2 separate regions of the Mus musculus genome follow, and region 1 is linked to region 2. A link is a contact called in public promoter capture Hi-C data. All regions are on one chromosome and are shown on one strand. The core of a region is the stretch at or near the end of the contact, and the rest is flanking DNA. Distances in the headings are between cores, read along the strand shown.

The links. Promoter capture Hi-C pulls out the DNA fragments that hold promoters and counts their contacts.
Region 1: a contact with region 2 is called in a promoter capture Hi-C map of cranial neural crest. The contact joins the enhancer-like site here to the promoter of Nts in region 2. A contact is called at or near these places in 10 of 39 promoter capture datasets (the 3T3-L1 cell line, the C10 cell line, cranial neural crest and 4 more), 3 of 484 Hi-C or Micro-C datasets (cerebral cortex, group 2 innate lymphoid cells and pre-megakaryocyte-erythroid progenitors), 1 of 115 datasets of contacts at active chromatin or transcription factors (astrocytes) and 1 of 9 other capture datasets (macrophages).

Annotation. Positions count from the first base shown.
Region 1 is chr10:102,867,565-102,873,841 of GRCm38.p6, reverse strand. No RefSeq gene overlaps it. Among named protein-coding and RNA genes, the nearest start is that of Alx1, 160 kb to the left of the region's middle. Within about 2 kb of position 2,366, at least 1 of the 459 cell types and tissues checked has an H3K27ac peak or open chromatin away from gene starts, as enhancers often do.
Region 2 is chr10:102,488,616-102,495,077 of GRCm38.p6, reverse strand. It overlaps Nts (neurotensin), which reads left to right and starts at 4,660. Exons shown (of 4, transcript NM_024435.2): 1 at 4,660-4,824. The coding sequence starts at 4,755.

The DNA of each region.
Region 1 (6,277 bases), core at 1,117-3,616, 380 kb before region 2:
ACTACTTCAGAACGTATCTGTAATTTTGTTTGTTGATAAGATCTATTCTTGTGAGTCTGCATTTCGTAAGATGTAGAAAGCTGTATTCATGTTATACTTGTGAGGCTTTGCAAAGGAAATGCATTCTTGAGTAATCACCACATGGAATATCTGTGGTTGTCAGCTTTCTGTTGCTGTAACAAAATAACCCAGAAAATCAACTCAAAGGGAAAAATGATCCTTGGCCCATAGTTTCAGAAATCTTTTCAACCAATTACTTCACTCTCTTGGCAAGGCTTGATTTTATGGTAGGGGACATGAGAAAGAGAATAACTTCTCACCTCACAATAGCTAGCAGGTGAATAAGAAGAGTCCCTGTTTGTTCTTTGAAAGCACATCTCCAGTGACATTAAGCCCCACCTCCAAATTTGCTCCCACTGGGGCTAAACTTTCAACATACAGACTTTGAGGGAATATTTCACAGTCCAAACTACAGTAATATATTTGTTAGCACTTACGAACCAACTATGATCAGTGATAGTAGCCCCTCTGAATTATTAATTTTAAGTACAGCATTCTGTGACAGATGCACTTTTATTTTATGTAATATATTTTACTCCTCATCATCTTTCATTGGATATGGGGCCATCATGACATTGCTCTGCCATTAAAATCTCCACACACTGACCCATAACAATGACCACTCTCTATAATCAGTGCTAATTCTATTGCATCTATAGCCTAAGTATGTGTCCTCACCACCCCAACAAATCCCCATGTTTAACTTCAACTCCCAGTGCGATAGTGGTAACAAGTGAGGCCTTTGGCGGTGATCCATTCTGGCGTTTCTGTTTTCATGAATGGGAATGTGGTCCTTAGTACACAGTCCCAAAGGAATCTTTTGTCTCCTTTCTACCGTGAGATGCATAGTTAGATGAAAAACTCTTTCTAGGAGGAATAGATCCTCATGTGACTTTGAATATCCTACTGTTTAAATGTGAACCTCATAGCTACGGAGCCATGAACAGTACTTTTATGTTATTTTAAGTATTGCCCTAGTTTGTTTGTGATTAAAAAAAAAGTGGTCAAAAAAGAAACTTAGGAGGACAGAGGTTAATTTGGATTGCATGTCCTGATCATAATCCATCATTGAAGTAAATCAGGGCAAGGGATTCAAGCAGGATCCTGGAGGCACACACAAAGTGAAGCAGAAGCCATGGAGGAGTGCTGCTTCCTGGTGTATTCTCCATGGCTGCTCAGCTTGCTTCCTTGTTTTTTATGCCACTTAGTCCCACCACCGGCCAATAGCTGACGCCATCCAGAGTGGGCCTCCCACATCAATCATTAATAAGGCCAGTGCTCCACAAATTTAACAAAATGCCAATCTGATGGAGGCATTTTCTCAATTGAGGTTCCTCTTCACAGATGACTCTAGATTATGGTAAGTTGACAAACAAAATAAAAAAAAACCCACTACTATCAGAACCAACTCCACCACCACCACCACTACCACCACCACTACCACCACCACCACCACCACCACTACCACCAACAACAGCTACAGCAGCAATAACAAACAAACAAACAAACAAACAAACCAGTGCGGTTAAGCAGTCTAAACTTCTATGCTAAGGTAGCCTGAATAGACTAAGATAGATAAAAACACTGAAGAAATGGAGAGCAAGTAGCCATCATACAAGTATTTTGAAAGAGGATGAGGCAAAGCTTAGCATATAAGTGTTCAGGGCAACGGTGTACAGGTTTAATGGGTTCCAAAATAATTTTTAAAATGGTGTTGGAAGCAGTGCCTCATGTAGCACAGGCTGGAGTTGAAGCTTATACTCATCTGAGGACAGTCTTGAACTTCTGAACGTGGTACATTCCCAATTCTAATACGTTCCACATTCTTAAAGGGATGATTTTTATAAATGTGCAATAGAGGTGCTCAAGGTCTTGGAATTATTTTTTTATTTATTCATTTATGTATTTATTTATTTATTTTGAAAGAAGGAGCTTGTGTTTTCACTTTATCTTGCATCCCACATCTTAGACTGGCAGATTTGACTTTACAACCCTTTCAGGATTCGGCAGGGTCTTCTTGTTTGGAGAAGAGCGAACTGGAGAGGATAGTAGGTGACATTAAGCAAATAGCGAGGAGGGATACTCTGAAGGACCCTGAGTAACCTGCAAAGCATCCCAGCAGGAAGACTCTAATGGCTGTGCTGAAAACAGGGTGACAAGATCAAATGTCAATGAGGCAGTTGGCTTCAGGAGAACTGTGGAGTAAAATCACAAGAGTACTTAAACAGTGGAGGAGGGGGAACATCTGGTTCTACATTTAAAGTACCCTTGTACCATCCTGTTTTAAATTAAATACATGGGTTCTGATGCATTTAGAAGACATTTAGGGACAAAAAAAGAGAAAGTCTTATTAAAGAGGCACTCTTGTTGGAGGAATGCGGGTCCTGAAGGAGGATTGTGTCAATGTTTTTTAACAGATCATGACTGTATGGAATGGTTAGGTTAGGATCGTTATGATAGTTGGGGACTTAGAATTTGTAAGACCTCTTTCCGGTGCTTGCTTGATTTATTCATTGTCTTTTGCTATTTGATACCAGCTCGGATGTGATTTTATTTCATTCTGGCCCCAGACAGACTGGGCTTACTTCGGAATCACGTTTAATTCTCAGGGTGATAGTATTGCCATAACTTTTACATTTTAATGTAATTATATGCACATTTCATCTATTTGAATCAAATGAGATAATGTATATAAAAATTTTTGGAAAGCCCCAATCACTCTATAAACACAAAGGATTAAGCAGTATATTAGGAAGATTGTCGTCTCAAGCTGTTTGAAATAATCCGTTTGAAATCTCACTTACATTTTCCAATAATTTAAGAGAACTATATACTCTTTTACTATAGCTGAAAACACAGAACTTGCTTTCATTTTATAAAATTAAATTTTTGGAGAAGGATTAACTGGCAATTTTCAACATAGTGTAAAGATTGTTCCTCTGATATTGGCACTTGTAGACTGTTTAGAATTTTCCTGCCAAATGTGCAGTTTCTTGAATTTTTTGAGCTGGGAGAGAATTAATTTTCTTTGCTCCTACTTGTTTTCAACTTTAGACTTCAATTTACAAGCATGAAAATAAGCTTTCTCCCCCTACCTTAAATGTTAACTTCAAGCCCTCATTCTCTGGATCAAGTTGTTGGCAATTACAGTGTTGGCTCCAAAGTTGTGTGTGTTCTCAGCCAGACAATGATGTCATTGTAGATGTGTTTCTTCAGGAAGATGGAGATTTTTGCAGAGGCCCAGTCCTCCATCACCGATGTTGATCTCAGCTTCAGACTTCTTACCCACATCTTTCTTGCCAGCCTTCCCTGGGTTTCCCAATTAGACCACACCCTTTTCCTGACCTGCAGTCTCTTCCCGCAGGGAATCTGTCATATGGGATTGATGTGTTTTTTATTTGTTAGCTGGCTGTCTAGGAGATTCTAAACTTGGTTGGAATAGAGCCCATACATCTTAGCAGCTCCAGCCCTATCACATTACCTGCCAGAAAGTAGATACTCAGCTGATTAAGTAATTAACAATATGGTGGCAGTCTCATAGGGGATTGTTGTGCTAAATATTTTGAAATAAACTAAAATGTGTAAGAGATTACTAGCTATGTGATTAATAGTGATAAGGTAGCATAATTTTTCACAAACAGGACATAATTTTATAGTTTTCAATTAGTCAATATGGTTAGTTACTCTAAAATTTACCTCCTAAATAGCCACACATATCTCAGACATCAGTGGGACCATTTCTGCAGGAAATTAGCTAAGGACTTTCATTAAACTCAGATTATATGTGTGGAATTATGCTTCTCAGGGCCACTCCAGCAGGGAAAGCGAGGTCAAAGGGAGCCCAACTGCTCTCAAAAGATGCAGATTGCAAATCACATTTGGTATTCACAGCTATTTATTTGCCTTATGCAAGTACAGTGTTTTGGACACATACAGAGGTCTTTAGAGTCTTGCACACATTAGAAAAAGAGGGAAACACATGCAACGGCACTAAAACAAAGCAATATAAAACAACAACAACAACAAAGGAAAAGCTGTACTGAAACTTTCTTTTTAAGCACCTGACCAACACAGATGCAGATATTCACAGCCAACCATTGGACTGAGCCTGGGGACCCCAATGGAGGAGCTGGGGGAAGTTTTGTCTGAAGGAGCTGGAGGAGATTGCAACCCCATACGAAGAACAATGTCAACTAACTGGACCACTCAGAGCTGCCAGGTTCTAAACCACCAACCAAAGAGTGACATGGAGGGAGCCATGACTCCAGATGCATATGTATCAGAGGAGTCCCTTATCTGGCATCAATGGAAGGGGAGGCCCTTGGTCCTATGGAGGTTTGATGCCCCAGCAAAGGGGGGTGCTAGAGCGGTGAAGCTGGAGTGGGCGAGTGGGTGGAGGATCATGCTCATAGAGACAAAGGGGAGAGGGAAGGCAGGGGATCAGATGAAGAGTTTGTGGAGCGGTAACTGGAAAGGAGGATATCATTTGAAATATAAATGAATAAAATAATTAATAAAAAATGTATTCTTTAAAAGGAAACAAAAGATGTTGTTTCAAGTGTTTGATTGAGTAAGCAAATCTAAATCAGACAAACCAGAAAAATGGAAAAAAAATCATTCTTGCTTAATGACATGCAGTTGTCAGGTAATATCCAAGAACCTGAGTGCTTCAAATTACTTTGTTGAGTAAGTCACAATGCCATTTAAGAGCGATATGGCTCAATTATTTAATATCTACCCTTCTTTTTATCCCTACCCACCATTCACACAATACATTTGAATGGTGTCATTCATAAGTTTTATAAACTTACCATACAGAATATTATAAAACAGAAACAAAATATAATCTATTTATAACATTGGGGCTAAAACTGACAAATGTACAAAAGATTATGAATGTACAGTTGACAGCCAAATTGAGGGTTGGGACCGTTGCTGTAGAATAGAGGCTGCAAGCGATGCCACACTCAGGAATCTGAAGTGAGCACTCTTAGAAAGGGGAACACTGATTTTTTTTTTTTTTTTATGGAGAGCTTGCACTGACTCTCCGTAATCAGTTTTGACATTTTAACTAATTTTAGAGTTTACGAACCATTCATTTTTCAATTTAGTCAAAAAACTAATAGCAAGTGTGTTTAGCCAAAGTAGTAAAACTAGGAAAAGTAGTCAAATTGATAAAACATATAGTTATAGCCTCAACCATGTCCAACAGACTGACAGAGATGAATATGGTCAAAAGTTTTGGTTTGGAAATCCTGACCCCGTTTCTGTGTAATTGTTAGAAACCTACATATCCCATCTCAGCTTCTCCGAGGGATGTCTTACTGAACTAGACAAACTGACTCTTCTAGCCGCAACCACTTCCCCCCACTTAGCACATACACAGATTAGGCATAAAAGCCACAATTAAAACCTCACATAAAACAAAAGCTGAGACTAAATGGAAGTGCATGTGTGTCTTTATGTGACAAATACATTTGTGTCACAGAAATACATATGTTAGGAAACTTAGTTTGTCTTTCCTAACCTTCTGGTTCAACTTCTATTATCATCTACAGGGTAAGAACGATATCAGATTATAGCATACCATGCCCAGTGGGTCTGGGGAAGCTTTAAGAGTGCTTATTTTTACCTACTGTTGACACGTGCCAATTATGTAGTAAAGTTGATATTTTATTTTTTCAGATTTCTTTGTAGAGAGACTTCTGAAAATTACAAATCAAATTTGTTTTGCTTGAATATTATTTATTAATAGTTAGATTAAATTCATCCACTTGGTAGATATTATCTTCTGCTTAAGACCTTTGGTTTAAATTTATTATGCATGTAAGGACTCTGATCTCATGGAATGAAGAGACACATATAAGAGTAATTCTAGTTAAATCCCTGTAGAAGCATTCAGTCCAATTCTTGAAGGCAGTGAAGATATGGGGAGAGTGTTAGGACTCACCAAAGAAGGTCTGTTTGAAAAGGAGGTGATGATGACGTATCAGATATCTTGGTGAACATTCTCACTGAGCAAGGGGAAGACCTGAAGTGGAAACGCTCTTCTGATTGTGTTTGCAGACAACCAAGGAGGCTCTGTGACTTGTGTAAAGAAAAGGGGGATGGCAAGAATTGAGGAGGGAGGAAAAAAAGAATCCAGGCTCTAGACTTGCGCTCTCAATGAGGCAGATGCTCTGAAAATGTAAGTTCTCCAAGGACAAGATGTGCAGGC
Region 2 (6,462 bases), core at 3,411-5,910:
TATAAGATAGTGTCTATGAGTTTGGGTGTGTGCATACACATATCTATCATTATGCCATGAAAATGTTCTTTAATTGAACAGAAAAATCAATTAGGCTTACAGAAGTCTGACATATTGTTTGCTCAGATGAATTACAGCCACAGCTCAAGAACAGAGATGCATTTAGAGAAATAAAACTTAAATCACAATTATCTGAGCACTGAGCTGTCAAAGGCATATGGCTCCAGGATGATCTCCCTCAGTGCCGTTTTCAAAACTTACTGCCTTAGTCATCAGGATGATTGGGAAAGGCTGAGAAAGCTCAGAAACTCTAAAGGCTCACAAAAAAAATTTCTAATTTTCTAAAAAAAAAAAAAAAAAAAACCTCAATGGACATTTAAGAGATAACAGTTCAAAAGAATGACAAATTTGACAGGGAAAAAATGAGAACTAGCTAAAAATTAGTAATTTAGTCAGGCTTGGTAGGTAAGTTTTAAGCAATTACGAGTTGTAAACTTTGTGAAGAAATGCAGAGTCCTCTCCACCCAAAGTCTGTACTTTGTCAAGAATACAACTGTTAGGAGAACCTAGCGAAAGCAAAAGGCAATGGGAATACCTTACGTTTCTATCATGAGAAGGTTTGATTGGATTGGATCATAAAAGGAAGTCGTCCAAATGAACAAGAACATCACGAGGGGATACAAAGTCAGCAAGGGGAGGCGCCAAACTGAATCTAGCAGAAACAGACAAGTCAGACTTATGTATGTATGTATGTATGTATGTATGTATGTATGTATGTACGTATGTGAGTATGTATTTATGTATGTATATGGCGTGTATGTCAGTTCAGAAGTTTTAGCAAGCCTAGGATAGTGATCAATGATGTGAACAAGTCTCCAGAGGTTCAGAGAGAGCTGGTATGGACCTGCAGGGCTATAGTCCATCCAGTGGTTTCAGGCACTCTGGTCTCCACATTAGACAAGTGACAACATCACTGTTTTATAAGTGTTCATTATTTAACTGCCTATGTCAATCATTTTGAGCAGCTGGCTAATAAATGTGGAACAAATGACCATCCAAATATAGAAGCTCATCTATTGTACAGACCTTGACATCAGTGAGAACCCTGTCAACACTGGGACCTCAAACTGGAAGGCTAACACAGGAAGTGTGTCACAGATGGAAACAAACTAACGTATTATCCTGTAAAGCAGTGTTCCAGATAAAATAATTTTAGGATAAAAATTATTCACATACCTTTCTAGAAAGTTACCTAAAATTCTGTATGAAATGTGTCATTTGGATAAGTTTAAGTGTGTGTGTATGTGTGTGTGCACGCGCGCACGTGCACAGGCATGCAGAAGCCTGTACACATACCTATGCATGAATGTGGAGGTCAGAGAACTGACAGTGGCTTTTCAGATGCTCTTTGAAGACACAGTCTATCAATGAGCCCGATAGGCTAGCTTGCTTAGGCTAGCTGATCAGTATCATTCAGGATTTCTCTTGTTCCCTTTCTTCACTTCCCCAAGTCTAGGTTTAACAGGAATCCATTGCCACTTCCAGTATTTTACATTGGTTCTAGATATCCAAAATCATGTGTTCATGCTTGCAGTGCAGGCTTTTACTAAGTGAGACATTCTTCCTAATCTATGTTATATTTAGCTATCTATTTTATGATTATTTCTAAATATACTCTGAGATTATAATTACATCATCTACCTTTTCACTTTCTTTCTGCAAATGCTATCAGTTAACCCACCTCCCATTTTTGTCTTTCAAATACATGGGCTCTTTTTCTCCTTAATATTTGTTAACGTGTGTGTGTGTGTGTGTGTGTGTGTGTGTGTGTGTGTGTTTATAAATGTAACATACTTTGTCTGTATAATGATACTTGTATGCATATTTTCAAAAATCCCATTTGGTATTGGGTATTAATTATTCCTTTGGGATATGCTTTCCTCCGAAAAACTATTTTCCCATCATCAGCATTCCTTAGTTGCCTGTAGTTTTTGTGTAGTTTGGAGGTGTATTTATTGAGCTTCATCCTGTCTTCTTCCCTGTCCATGTTAGCATATCTGTTGATGCTTGTTGGTTCTTGTTATGTTTAGGCAGTAACATTGGTGAAACTTTAGAATGACATTTCAAGACAAAAATCTCACACCAAATACCAGTTCCTCTTACTCTTAGAATTTTTCTTCCCCATTTTCTGCAAAGATCCCTGAGCATTAAGTTGTGGAGGGTTTTTTTATTTAGTTCTTTTTTTTTTCTTACATTAATATATTCAAATCATTTATTATGAAAGGTCTTCTGCTACATTTACAATTTATCATTCTTATTAATCACAGTATGTTTGAAAGCACTTTGTGCGGTATTTGTTTCTCTGCCAGGCTTCAGTTGTTTGGTTTAGGAAAAGCTGACGTTCTGTGAAGACTTCTCCTGGCCATTCTATTTGGGAATCTTCCCAGGTACTGAGCAAAAGACACTGGGCACTTGTGAGTTCCTGCCAAAACAGATAATTTAATATTGTTCCTATAGTTTGAATAAACTAAGATAAAAGGGAAAAGAGAAGCGTTAGCAACATCATAATCTTACCAGAAAGTGTTATTTATTTATTTTTAATAATAAAGAATATTACCAAAGAGAATCTGTTTGGTCTTCAGTCATTTGACAGTGGTTGCTACATGCTCTTCTATTCTTTCTTTGGTATTTTCTATATACATAAAATAACTCTCACTTTAATAATGAATGTTCATGTGATATGCTTAAAAGGAGTTAATTAATCAGCAATCCATTTATAAACAGTTCCCTAAGTTCCACTTGCTAGAAAACCACTTCAGGGAATAAGCCTCACATTTTTGTTTTACTATCAGACAGCTCGCACATATTTTAGCACTTTTTCAAAGATAATTCTTTGTGTTTTACAATGTAAGAAGCAAAGAAAGTAATTGATTTAAATAGTATATTAAAATCAAATCAGAGAATATATAGCTTATGGGCTTCTTTATTAATGTGGTTCTGAAATGATTCTGTCACACAAATACTGGGATAATGAGACGAAAACCAAGCATTCTCTGTGATTATGGAAAGCTTTCTAAACTTCCACTGTGCCCTCTAGCGGGAGGAAAAATGCATGCATGCTTCAGGCTTGCCAGTCAACCATCCTTTAGAGAAAACTAATCCAGGTGAGTCAAATTCATTATTTTCTTTTCCCCACAGAAACAACAAAACAAAATTAAAGTAATTTAAAAAAATAAAGTAAGCTACTGTTTAGCTTCTGAACATCGAGTTGTATTAATGTATCTTTTATCATTTAAAATAACTGTTCAATATTTGTAATTAATGACTTCCTTTAGGGGTGATGCAAAGATAATCTCTTACCAAATATTGGATATATAAACCAACAGTCTGTCGTAACAATCTTGATTTTTTTCCTTAGTTAATTATTACATGATGATTGGGGATTTTAAAAATTAAACAAATCTCAGAAATCTTTGGTTTCAAATGTTCACACCCCTAACACCAGTTCAGAACACTTCTTGTGTTACCAAGGACCGTCTACAGGAGGAAAGCTATTGCTCAAAAGGCATTTGAGCAATTTTCTTCCAAGAATGGAGAGAAGGAAAGAAGAGCATTGTAACTCACAAATTACCTGAAGATTTCGCCTTAGAATTGTCACTGTGGTGGATGGCATTTATATAGAATATTTTTCTGTCTAAAAGTACAGTCTGCTTTCTACAAAAAAAAAAAAGGATTAAACTGAAGAGAGAGTTGATAGAATGGGGAGAAACAGAGAGAGGGGAGTTATGAGATAAAGGAGGGGGGATATTGCATCAGTAACAAATAACGAAACAAACAATGCAGCAAATATGTAATTAATTATGTAGTTAATTGGGGAGGTATTAATACAGCAATTCATAGTTTACCTTCTAACACATAACCTACTTGTGTTTTTATTTTATAAACATTATTTAAAATATCCAATGAAAGAGCAGCATATGTAACTTAGTCTCCCCTCAGTTACATATAATAAACTTTCAAGTAGGTAGGATATAAAACTACTCATTAGATCTAATTTTCTTCCTTTTATACTGACTTTCCCCTTTTCTTTGTATGTTTCGTCGTCACATTACATTATTATATCCAATTTTCTTTTGCCTGTTTCCCTTCCTATTTTAGTACATGCTATGTAAATTCTCTATGAGTTTTGAGACAACGAAGCCTGTTCTCAGAAGTTTGTGTTACTAGAAAATATACCCCAAGTCTTTAAGACTTCCAAGCAGTGATTTCTCCCTAGAACTTTTGCTTAAATATGAGAAATTACCAAAAAAAAAAAAAAAAACCCTTGCATTTTAAAAAATGAAAATGACAACTATCTGGAATGGGGGCATGATAGAAAATTAGGGGGAAAAAGGTACCAGAAGTACCTCTCACTATGCTGTATATGGCAGTGATTTTGAACAACTCTTTCTGTGAGTCAGAAATCCTGAGCAACAGCTGCAATTAGGGAAGATCGTCACTTTCCATCAAGGTTCACGGGTGGGGGATGAGATAAGGGACAAAGGGAAAGGAGGGGGGATGGAGATGAAGGCAGAGCACATCCTGTGTAGCCATGACATCATCCTCCTGCTCACATATATATAGGGACTGGCCACAGCATCCCTCACAGTTCACTCACTTTGAAAGCCAGCTGAAGGCAAGAGGAAGCACCGAGAGAGAGCTAGCTCCTTCAGTGTCTGAGTGTGTGGACCTGCTTGTCAGAAGGCTGAGAGAAGATGAGAGGAATGAATCTCCAGCTGGTGTGCCTGACTCTCCTGGCTTTCAGCTCCTGGAGTCTGTGCTCAGGTAAGCTCAACTGCATCTCACAACTCCCTGAAGTGAGGGATTTCTCTCGCAGTCTGCTGCTACTCAGGTAAATGAATCCAGGAATCTCTCTCTCTCTCTCTCTCTCTCTCTCTCTCTCTTTCTCTCTCTCTCTCTCCCTTCCTCCCTCCCACCCTCCCTCCTCCCCCTTTGTCTCTGTCTCTCGGTGTCTCTCTTTTCTCTCCTCTCTCTCTGTCTCTCCTCTCTGTCTCTGTGTCTCTCTATCTTAGTATCTCTGTCTCTCTCTGTCTCCCTCTCTCTCTCTCTTTTAGTGAAAGAAAAACTGTAATTATCATGTTTCTCTCCCATTCTGATTATAAGAACTGAAATATATATTTTTTTAAATCTGTAAAGCAGTTCATGGTGCAAGGAAATGCAACACGTTCTCCTTTGGAATATGACCACTAAAGGGAAAATCAATATGAGTAATAAGACAAGGGTGGAAATTTGAATAGAGGCAGTGCTTGTCAGCCTGCAGACAAGTAAAGATCTCCTTCGCGAGATCTTATTCTCATCTCTTCTCATTGTCTTAGGTGGTGGCTTCTCTCACTTTCCTTTGTGATTTTCCTCAAAATATTTTTAACTCTGTAGGTGTGTTAGAACATGTGGAACAAATAGCAATAAATAAGATGAGTGCCTCTAATACAGCAAAAGTGTCCCAAGTCCTTTGTGAAAGTGCATCTTTATAGAATTTCATTGTGGCAGTCATGGTGTTAATATAGCTGTTGCTTTTCTGAATGTAATTTGAGTTGGCACAACCTATAACCATAAAACTGGTATACTACTATGTATGATAAATTTAGCGTTAGAGTGTTCAGTATATAACAGTAAAGGAGAAGGGATGTATTCTCATTAGGTGTGTATTGCCTCTCCTTAAAAATAAAGTAAATTTAAGTGTAATATGAAATATTTTGACGATTGCAGTATATTTTAATTAATAATTTGAAAGTAATTGAACAAACACATAGCAGTGGAAAATCTTAGAGAGTGAAGTAAATTCACTTATATTTGTTACTATTGTACTTAATAACCAGGATTCGGCAGTGTTAGCTCAAACTAAGATTTTCTGAGTGCAAAGATAACTATCAGAATGGATTGATGATTTTATTAGTGTAAGATCCTGTAAATATTTTATGAGCCAATGCAGTATTCTCATAATTATAATATTATCAAGTAGTTGCAGAAAAATAGTTATAGATTCTAAAAATAGCTTATTTATTAAAAACCATATATTAACTCTTGAAACCAATTTCTGTGACATGGACACATCTTTATCAGTGATTAATAAGATTAATCTTAACATTCCATCTGAAAAACAAACAAGCTAGCATGTATGTGTAACAAACTGAGCAAAAGTGTCTCTGGAATAGCTCACCTCTTACGTATACTTTATCAGTTGCTCACATCAGGTGGAATCCTGTGTTTTAATGACCACAGAGTAAAGAGTGAGGCAATTTTAAGCTCTGCCTTCTATTATCACAAGAGGCTAATGGATATTAAATGCTCTACAACATCTTAGTATTTCTAAATTTCACTTCTTCATGCAATACACATAAATGGAATCTGGGGAAAATGTGTTCTGAGATGAATCACGGATCTGTTTGCAGCAGGACTTACCAT